Linked DNA regions of Sus scrofa: region 2 is linked to region 1. The links are chromatin contacts, called in public HiChIP or PLAC-seq maps. All regions are on one chromosome and are shown on one strand. Each heading gives the region's core, a stretch centred on a gene start, on an enhancer-like site or on the middle of the called end of the contact. The rest is flanking DNA. Distances are from core to core; before and after follow the strand shown. Region 1 holds the start of ROPN1L (ropporin-1-like protein). Region 2 overlaps ANKRD33B (ankyrin repeat domain-containing protein 33B).

Region 1 (4,676 bases), core at 287-2,786:
AAATGGTGCTGGGAAAACTGGACAGCCACATGGAAAAGAGTGAATTTAGAACACTCCCTAACACCATACACAAAAATAAACTCCAAATGGATTAAAGACCTAGATATAAGACCAGACACTATAAAACTCCTAGAGGAAAACATAGGCCAAACACTCTCTCACATAAACAACAGCAACATATTATCAGATCCACCTCTTGGAGTATTGACAATAAAAAGAAAAATAAACAAATGGGACCTAATAAAACCTCAAAGTTTCTGCACAGCAATGGAAACCCTAAACAACACAAAAAGACATCCCACAGAATGGAAGAAAATCTTTGCAAATGAATCGACTGACCAGAGATTCCTCTCCAAAATTTATAAACACCTTCTGCAGCTCAATACCAAAAAAACAAATAACCCCATCAAAAAATGGGCGGAAGATCTAAACAGACAGTTCTCCAAAGAAGACATACGGATGGCTGAGAAACACATGAAAAGTTGTTCAACATCACTCATTATTAGAGACACGCAAATCAAAACCACTCTGAGGTACCACCTTACACCAGCCAGAATGGCCATCATCCAAAAGTCTACAAACAAGAAGTGCTGGAGAGGGGGTGGAGAATAAGGAACCCTCTTACACGGTTGGTGGGATTGTAAATTGGTGCAACCACTGTGGAAAGCAGTATGGAGATTCCTCAGAAAACTAAACATAGAACTCCCATTGGATCCAGCAATCCCACTCCTGGGCATCTATCCAGAGAAAACACAAAACACATCTATCGCAAAGACACATGTACTCCGATGTTCACTGCAGCACTATTTACAATAGCCAAGACATGGAAACAACCTAAATGTCCATCGACAGAGGAGTGGATCCAGAAGATGTGGTACATATACACAATGGAATATTACTCAGCCATGAAAAAGAACGAAATCAGCATTTTTAGCAACATGGATGGACCTAGAAACTATCATGCTAAGTGAAGTCAGCCATACAATGAGACACCAACATCAAATGCTTTCACTGACATGTGGAATCTGAAGAAAGGACAGACGGAATTTCTTTGCACAACAGATGCTGACTCACAGACATTGAAAAACTTATGGTATCCGGAGGAGACAGTTTGGGGGGTGGGGGGATGTGCTTGGGCTGTGGGATGGAAATCCTGTGAAATCAGATTTTTATGATCATTATACAACTACAGATGTGATAAATTCATTTGAGTAATAAAAAAAATTAAGAAAAACAAGAGATGCAACGAGAACGTGCTGTGTAGCAGAAGAAAATCTACTCAGTAGTTTGTAAGAACCTATATGGGAAAAAAGAATGGATATATTTATATGCATGACTGTATCATTTTACCATACACCTAAAACTAATACACCATTGTAAGTCAACTTTACTCCAATAAAATTAAATTAATCAAAAGAAAAAAAAAAAAAAAGTCCTTTTCAAGTGAAACGTTCTGCTCCTACAGCGAGGTAAAGGAAAGGACTGCGAAACCAGACTGCGCAAGCGCATTGCTCCACCATTTGTGCGCGTGCGCGGCTCCAGGGGGTGGAGCCCGCACATGTTTTGGTTGCTTGGATACCGCTGCGAAACAATAGCGGTGGCTTGCTGCCCAGTTGCTGGGTCTGCGCTAGAACCAGCGGTTGGCCCTCATTTTCCGAGGAACCGGAGGAGCGGGTAAGAGCCTTCGCCGGCTGCCGGCGCCTCAGGAAGCCAGCCTCTTGGCCTGCCCTCAAACCCAAAACTGCCGCCCAGCCCCGGTCCCCGGCCCCTCCAAACCCGAGGAAAGGTGGGCAGCCTGCCCTGGCCTGGTTTAAACGCACCACCCCCGGCCTGGTTCAAGATCCCGGACCCCGCCCAGCCCCGCCCCAGACCCTCTTCCTCCACTAGGCTTCAAACTGGGGACCCTGGACCCCGTGCTCTGGCCCGGCCCCTGGGTCCCCTGGCCGTCGCGTCTCTCCGAGTGTCCTGGGCTGGCCAACCAGCCTTTTCTCCCTCCGCAGCACACCTTGATTCTTTCCAGCCTGGTCCTGGTCTGCGGAGAGCGATGCCGCTTCCCGACACCATGTTCTGCGCACAGCAGATCCACATTCCCCCGGAACTGCCAGACATCCTGAAGCAGTTCACCAAGGCTGCGATCCGCACCCAACCCGCCGACGTGCTGCAGTGGTCCGCGGGGTAAGTTCCACCGGACTGGGACCTTGGAGAGCCCCCTGGTCCCCTTTGCCCAGTCGTGCCTAGTGAGTCCTCCTTCCTGGACAATGCTCAGTACCCTGAGTACCGGCAAAACCTTTTTTAGCATTGGTATCTACACCTAATATAGTATTGTAGATACCATACACCTAATGTAGGTACCAGTGGTTTTGGTATTTACACCTAAGTATCTATCTAGGAAGCGTCGTGGTTTATTGACCACGAGACCAGAAATTACTGCAAAATGCCCATTTATCTACAAAGCAATGGCAGCTCTATTGTTGGAGAGTGATATTTATGCAAGTAGACTAAAATTTATAAAACAGTTACATTGGGTAAAAAGTTTCTGCCTTGTGTTATAAACTCGAACTATCACAGTCCCTTTATTTGTGAAATGATTTTTACAAGGAAGAATCTTATGGTTATATTCTTTGTCTTCAGAAAATCCTCCAGGATTGAGTACCTTTTGAGGTTATTGGAACCAGAAAGACTAGTTTATGTCAAGTAACCATCCCAAGGCTGCTGTAAAGTTAAACTTTGCCCAGCTTAGTTCAAGCATATGAGCGTCACAGTTTATTGCAACAAACATTCTGCTTCTAGGAACAGACATTAAGTTAACAAAATATGTCTGAACTTGTCCTAAGAGCGTGAAAGTTGAATTTGAGGGGGTGGAGAGAGAAAAAGGGGATGAGATATAAAATTTCTTTTAGTCCATCAAATATCTATTGATCTACATTTTGTTACATGTTCAGAGATGTTTTCTAACTACTTGTATCTTTGAAATTATTACTGGTAGCCCTGGATGATTTAGTGCCTTATTTTCCTGGATATGGCATTTCTCTGACAGTGGTAAGGTTGTGAGGGCAGCAAATGATGTGGCTTCAGCAGCCATTCTCAGCTGCATGCACCCACAGAGAGTGAGCTTCCAGAAGACCCTGCCTGGCACCCCTCACCCTCCAGCCAGACCCCCGGGGTCCTGTCCCCCTCCTGTCTTGTTGCCCCAGACTCTCTCTGTGTCCCAGCTTCTTCCTAGTATTAGCACCAATATCCATGTCCCAGAAAGGAATGATTGAGTGGGAAAATACTGAAGAAAAAAAAAAAATACCAGGCAGGAAAGGTGAAGAGTAGGGGAGGTTGGCCCTGAGTTGGCCAAACAGGTGACTTCCCTGTTCTGAGTGCCTGAGACCCGAATAGGCAGAGATGCTTGAAATCAAGCCCCTCGAGAAGCAGGGCCAAGTCCCCAGCTGTCAAAATGATACTACTGGACCATGCCCTTGCACTTGGGTCACATGGGGCCCTGACCTCCACCTCCTCTAGCAACATCTCAGGACCTCTAGTGGCATCTACTTGATGAGATTAGCATGTGTCGTGAGACCCCCAGGAGTGCAGATGGGGGCCTTGAGACAGGGGCCACCATTCTCCCCACTCTGCAGACAGAGAAACTGAGGCATGTGGAGAATGTTAAGTCAGTTGAGTAGAGGGGCTGGGCCAGGGACCTAGCACAGTCCTCCGTCATCACTGTCTCCCTCTGAGGTCACTGATGAAAGTGCATGAAGTCAGCTGGATGCACAGATGAGCCTTCAGCAATGCATGTCGTTGTCAGGTATTTTTCAGCTTTGTCAAGAGGAGATCCACTTCCTGTAAAGGACAGAATTGAAATGCCCATGGCCACTCAGAAAACAGACACAGGCCTGACTCAAGGACTCCTTAAAGTTTTGCACAAGCAGGTATAAGATTGTCTTTGTCATCAGTCAGATGAACTTGAGATAAAGCTTGGCAGAAACCTCCCCATCATCCATACAAGCCCTGCTTCCCTTTGGGAAACCTCCAAGTTTATTCAAAGAAGGAATCTTGTATTCAGTGGCCTTTCTCTGGTTTAAAGAACCCCAAATAGGAGTTCCCATTGTGGCTCAGTGGGTTATGAACCTGACTAGCATCCGTGAGGATGCGTTTCTTTCTTTCTTTCTTTCTTTCTTTCTTTCTTTCTTTCTTTCTTTCTTTCTTTCTTTCTTTCTTTCTTTTGCTTTTTCAGGGCCAAACCTGCGGTATCCTCATGGATATTAGTTGGGTTTGTAACCCACTTAGCCACAACGGGAACTCCAAGGATGCTGGTTTAATCTTTGAGCTTGCTCAGTGGGATAAGGATCTGGCATTGCCATGAGCTGTGGTGTAGATCACAGACTCGGCTCGGACCTGGCGTTGCTGTGGCTGTGGTGTAGGCTGGCAGCTGTAGCTCCACTTAGACCCCTCGCCTGGGAACTTCCATATGCCATGGGTGCGGTCCTAAAAAGAAAAAAAAAAATGCTATTCATGATTATACTGAAATAGAATTTCTTTTAAATACCAAATTAAGGAGTTCCCATCATGGCTCAGCGAAAATGAATCCAACTAGGAACCAAGAGGTGGCAGGTTCTATCCCTGGCCTCAGTCAGTGGGTTAAGGAGCTGGTGTTGCCATGTGAGCTGTGGTGTAGATGCAGCTCAAAT
Region 2 (4,399 bases), core at 759-3,258, 160 kb after region 1:
ACCTGGGTGAGATGTCAGCAGAAGGACACAGAGCTGTCACTAAATCAAAGTGAGACTAAAAAAGAGCAATTGAGCATCTGTCTGTGCCTTTTATGTACTGTTTTGACCAAAGAGAGGCTGTTTGGCTTTTTTAGCTGATAGAATCAAATGATTCCATTTTAATCCAATTCCACAACCAGTTTTATTTATTTTATGATTTCTTAATTCCAAAAGATGTCTACTAACACGTGCTTACAGCAAAAAATCACCATGGAAGTATTTTTTTTTAAAAAGAAGCAATATAAAAAAAAAAAAAAAAAAAAAGAAGCAATATTGGAGTTCCCATTGTGGCACAGCAGGTTAAGAACCCAAATTAGCGTCTGTGAGGATTTGGCTTTGATCCCTGGCCTTGCTCAGTGGATTAAGGATCTAGTGTTGCTGTGAGCTACAGCACAGGTTGCAGATTCGGCTGGAATCTGGCATTGCTGTGGCTGTGGCATAAGCTGGTAGTTGTAGCTCTGATTCAACCCCTGCCTGGGAACTTCCATACGCCATGGGTGTGGCCCAAAAAAGACAAAAAAAAGAAGAAGAAGAAATGTCTCTTTTCCCTCTCGCCAGTTCATCGATTGATTGCATTCTAGCTGATTACCCTTCCTTCTCTCCTTTTCAAAAGGTTGTTTTGTTTACATGAATGGGATAATTCTGGAGAGCTTGTGATTTTAACTTTTTCCATTCCATCGATCTAGGAACTTTGCCTGGTTCCTACAGTTGCACACCCGAGTGATGGCAAGTTCACAGCTGTATCCCTCACATCCTATAACAGTTCAATAAACTCTGGCCCATCCATTCTATGCAAGTTCCTCATTTAAAATAAATATTTACCCAGCAGTCACTTCATGTCTAAGTGCTCGGCTAAGTGCTAGGTCTGTGGGTGGACAGGCAAAAGTACGCATAATCCTGTCTCCTGAATTTAAAGTCGAGTGTGCAGGGGTTTCTGATGAGCTTGTTATGGACAAAGCTGGAGTGAAGTCTTGTGTCTCAGGGTACATTTCTGAGGAGGGCTTACCTGTCAGCATCCTGGCAGGTGTACCCAGAGGCTAATGTAGAGAATCTGTAGGGGGACTGTTGTTGGGGGGTGGGCAGAGCTTAGGGGTGGGCCCTGGAGAGAGGGGGCACTCAGAGGGCTGCCCCCTGCCCCCAGGAGCTGGGACCTTGGACATCTGAGCCCCTTGAGGTGGGAGGTAGATGGGGGCAGGGCACATACCCCCCCCACACACACCCCCACCTCCAGCCCCAGCTGAGCCGCACCTTCAGGACTAAGGAACCTGCAAGTGCAGTTTTTGGAGGTCAGAGCCAGGCAGAGAAGGAAAAAAAAGAAATGGATGGATGATTCTCAGAATTCAATTGCTTCATCAAAGAGCGTGCACGTTTTATTTTCTATTTTATTATGACCACACCCATGGCATATGGAAGTTCCCTGGGCCAGGGATTGAATCTCAGCTGTGACCTACACCTCAGTTATGGCAATGCCCTATCCTTAACCCACTGCCCCAGGGACCAAACCCACACCTTTGCAGCTACCTGAGCCACTGCAGTTGGATTCTTAACCCACCATGCCACAGCAAGAACTCCAGGGCCTGTGCGTTTTAAATGTGCACATTATATAACCCCTGCCAAGTGGCTTTAAGGAAACCTGTGCCAACTCCTACCTCCCACCATGTTCCCAAGGGGGTTCTTATCCTGGAAAGGGACTTTTCTCAGTGTCAGGCCACTCCAAATCTCACGTTTGCAGTTTTATTTCCCTGATTATCATCGGATGCTAGGATCTGTTACGATCCTTTTGGGTTCGACTTACTGAATACATAGGGAAACAGGCTTCAGCGATGAGGAAATGGCTTGCAACATGACCTGTCTGAAGGTGGCAGTTGAGGCGTTGCTTCACTGCATGGCTTTGTGATGTCAGGACCCAGGGCCAGCTTCTCAGAAATGCCCTTGACCTTTCCCTCACAATCCACAGACAGCCTGGCGGCTCCAAGCAGCATAGCTTCATGTTACACCATGAGAGCTTTCAAGAAGGAGGAGCCAAGCCCTGTATGAGATCTGTTCTCTGAGATAGGAAACATTTCCAGAAGCCTCCAGAACAGCTTTGTTTCTATCTGCCAGGGTTGTGTCACACGCCTCAGCGTCAAAACAAGTTGCTGGCCAGGGCGGTGGAGTGACACCAGATGACTTGGTCAGGCCGGCATGGGGCCCCACAGAATCTGTGTGGTTAAGAAAAACTGTAAAGCGACTGCATGTTTACATTATTTGCTATTAGGCTGTGTAGCTTGTCTGAGAGTCCTGGCTTTTTACAGGACTCACGCAGCATTTGTGAGTGCAAATTAAGATGCAGATGCCTTGATCTGCCTGTTCGGTGTCCTCTGAAAAGCCTAACCTCCAAGGATCTTTATGCAGAATAAAGATACAGTCAAATCTGAAGTAGGCCTTTACTGTGGAGAGAATGTATGAAAATAGAGCCTCAAATAAACCCTCCATCTCATTTAGCCAATAATTTGAACCTCTCTTCCATACTCCCCCTAACAAAAGTGCAGTAAGATTATCAAAGAAATGAATTACCAGTCCCAGGCTTTATGTGTTTACATTCTCCATTTCTTTTTCTTTTTTTCTTTTTTCTTTTTTTTTTTTTTTTTGTCCTTTTTAGGGCTGCACCCACGGCATATGGAGGTTCCTGGGCTAACGGTCTAATTGCAGCTGTTGTTGCTGCCAGCCTACTCCAGAGGCGCCAGAACGCCAGATCTGAGCCTCGTCTGCGACCCACACCACAGCTCACAGCAATGCCGGATCCCCAACCCACTGAGCGAGGCCAGGGATCAAACCCGCAACCTCATCCTTCCTAGTTGGATTTGTTTCCACTGTGCCACGACGGGAACTCCACATTCTCCATTTCTTGTTCCTCTTTAGCAGGAATAAGACGCAGGGAGAAAAACTGGGTAAGATCAAGTTGGTTCCGTGTAAGTAACCCCTGGGCATCCTTCAAACTTGTTTATTATTCCTCGAACTTACCTTTCAGGTTTTGGAGGAAATGCCTTGAGAGCCAGCCTGCTATTATTCACGTCACTGTTGCTGGGGACTGGGTGGCCCTGAGGTTCCTGGGGATAGCCCATGGGCTCAGGCTGCCGACTCTAATGGGACCCTGGATTTCGGGAGGGTCCCACTTGAGAGGGGAGTGTATGAGTTGGCCTGAGCCAGGAATAGATGCCTCTTCATTGTATTTATCTTATTTTATTATCATCACACGGTCCTGATTTTAATCTGACCTCATTGTGATTTTTATGGAGTTTTGAAGCATTTTCCTTTTACTCAGTTTCTGCTGTTTCAAATAAATTAGAACTTGGGAAGTCTCTGAGGTTTCCAGCATTGCCTGGCCTTTCCTGTTAAACACCAGTTTTCGGAGCCTTTCTGACCAGGCACGGCAATGCGCCTTCCTCGCAGGACCTGGCCCTGCCCCTCGGTGTCAGAGAGGAGGCCTGTCTGGGCTGCCCTCCCCTGCTCCCCCCTGCACTCTCCCTTCTTCTGCATGGAGAGAATCTCTTCTCTCCAACGCTGCAGGGACTTGATAGTGCCAGTCAACAGTTCCCTCTACTGGCCTGGTTTGGGAAACTACCTTTTGAGTGCCTGGTGTCAGAACAATCAAGTCTTTAGACAACCCTAAATTTTGTAACATTGTCCCATTTTTAGAGCAGCATGGGCTTACTGTCTGTTTCTTTTCCTTGAATAAAGGAATAAGCAAGGTTTTAGCCCATAATTGGTATTCAGTTACATGTTAAGTGAATCAATAATTAATAATTGTGATGGCTGTGTGACTTTAGAGAATGTGGGTTATGGCTTGATAATTGGCAGTCTTTTGAGCAGCCTTTTTTTTTTTTTTTTTTTTTTTTTTTTTTTTTTTTTTTTTTGCTTTTTAGGGGCGGCAGTACCCTCAGCACATGGAAGTTCCCAGGCTAGGGGTTGAATCGGAGCTACAGCTGCCAGCCACAGCCACAATCACAGCAACCCGGGATCCAAGATTTGTCTGCAGCCTACACCACAGCCCACGGCAGTGCAGCAATGCCAGATCGCCCAGCCACCGAGTGAGGCCAGAGATTGAAGTCACATCCTCATGGATAAAAGTCAGATTCATTTCTGCTGCACAACAATAGGAATTCCTGGCAGCCTTTTTGATAAGTGAGCTTTTTTCAAGGAAGAAATAGGAATCCTTCAGCCTTTTCACTTAACGAAATATTTATTGAGCTTCCAATCAGTTAAAGTTTTGGACTTATGAGCAAGGGTCATGAGGGTTGTGGTGACCGTGGGAATCCACAGCCACATGGAAATGTGGAGCCTAGGGCATCATGGTTCAGGTTCCTACTCCAGGCTTGGG

What was found. HiChIP or PLAC-seq counts read pairs in DNA pulled down with a chosen protein or histone mark.
Region 2: an H3K27ac HiChIP or PLAC-seq map of alveolar macrophages shows a contact between it and region 1. The contact joins the enhancer-like site here to the promoter of ROPN1L in region 1. A contact is called at or near these places in 14 of 47 Hi-C or Micro-C datasets (alveolar macrophages, brain, embryonic fibroblasts and 9 more) and 2 of 2 datasets of contacts at active chromatin or transcription factors (alveolar macrophages and skeletal muscle).

Annotation. Positions count from the first base shown.
Region 1 is chr16:41,763-46,438 of Sscrofa11.1, forward strand. It overlaps ROPN1L (ropporin-1-like protein), which reads left to right and starts at 1,537. Exons shown (of 6, transcript XM_021076812.1): 1 at 1,537-1,674; 2 at 2,001-2,175; 3 at 3,794-3,917. The coding sequence starts at 2,045.
Region 2 is chr16:202,998-207,396 of Sscrofa11.1, forward strand. All of the region lies in intron 2 of ANKRD33B (ankyrin repeat domain-containing protein 33B), which reads left to right. Among named protein-coding and RNA genes, the nearest start is that of ANKRD33B, 56 kb to the left of the region's middle. Within about 2 kb of position 2,009, at least 28 of the 83 cell types and tissues checked have an H3K27ac peak or open chromatin away from gene starts, as enhancers often do. A contact at or near this core is called in alveolar macrophages, embryonic fibroblasts, mesenteric adipose tissue and 2 more, where this site is marked.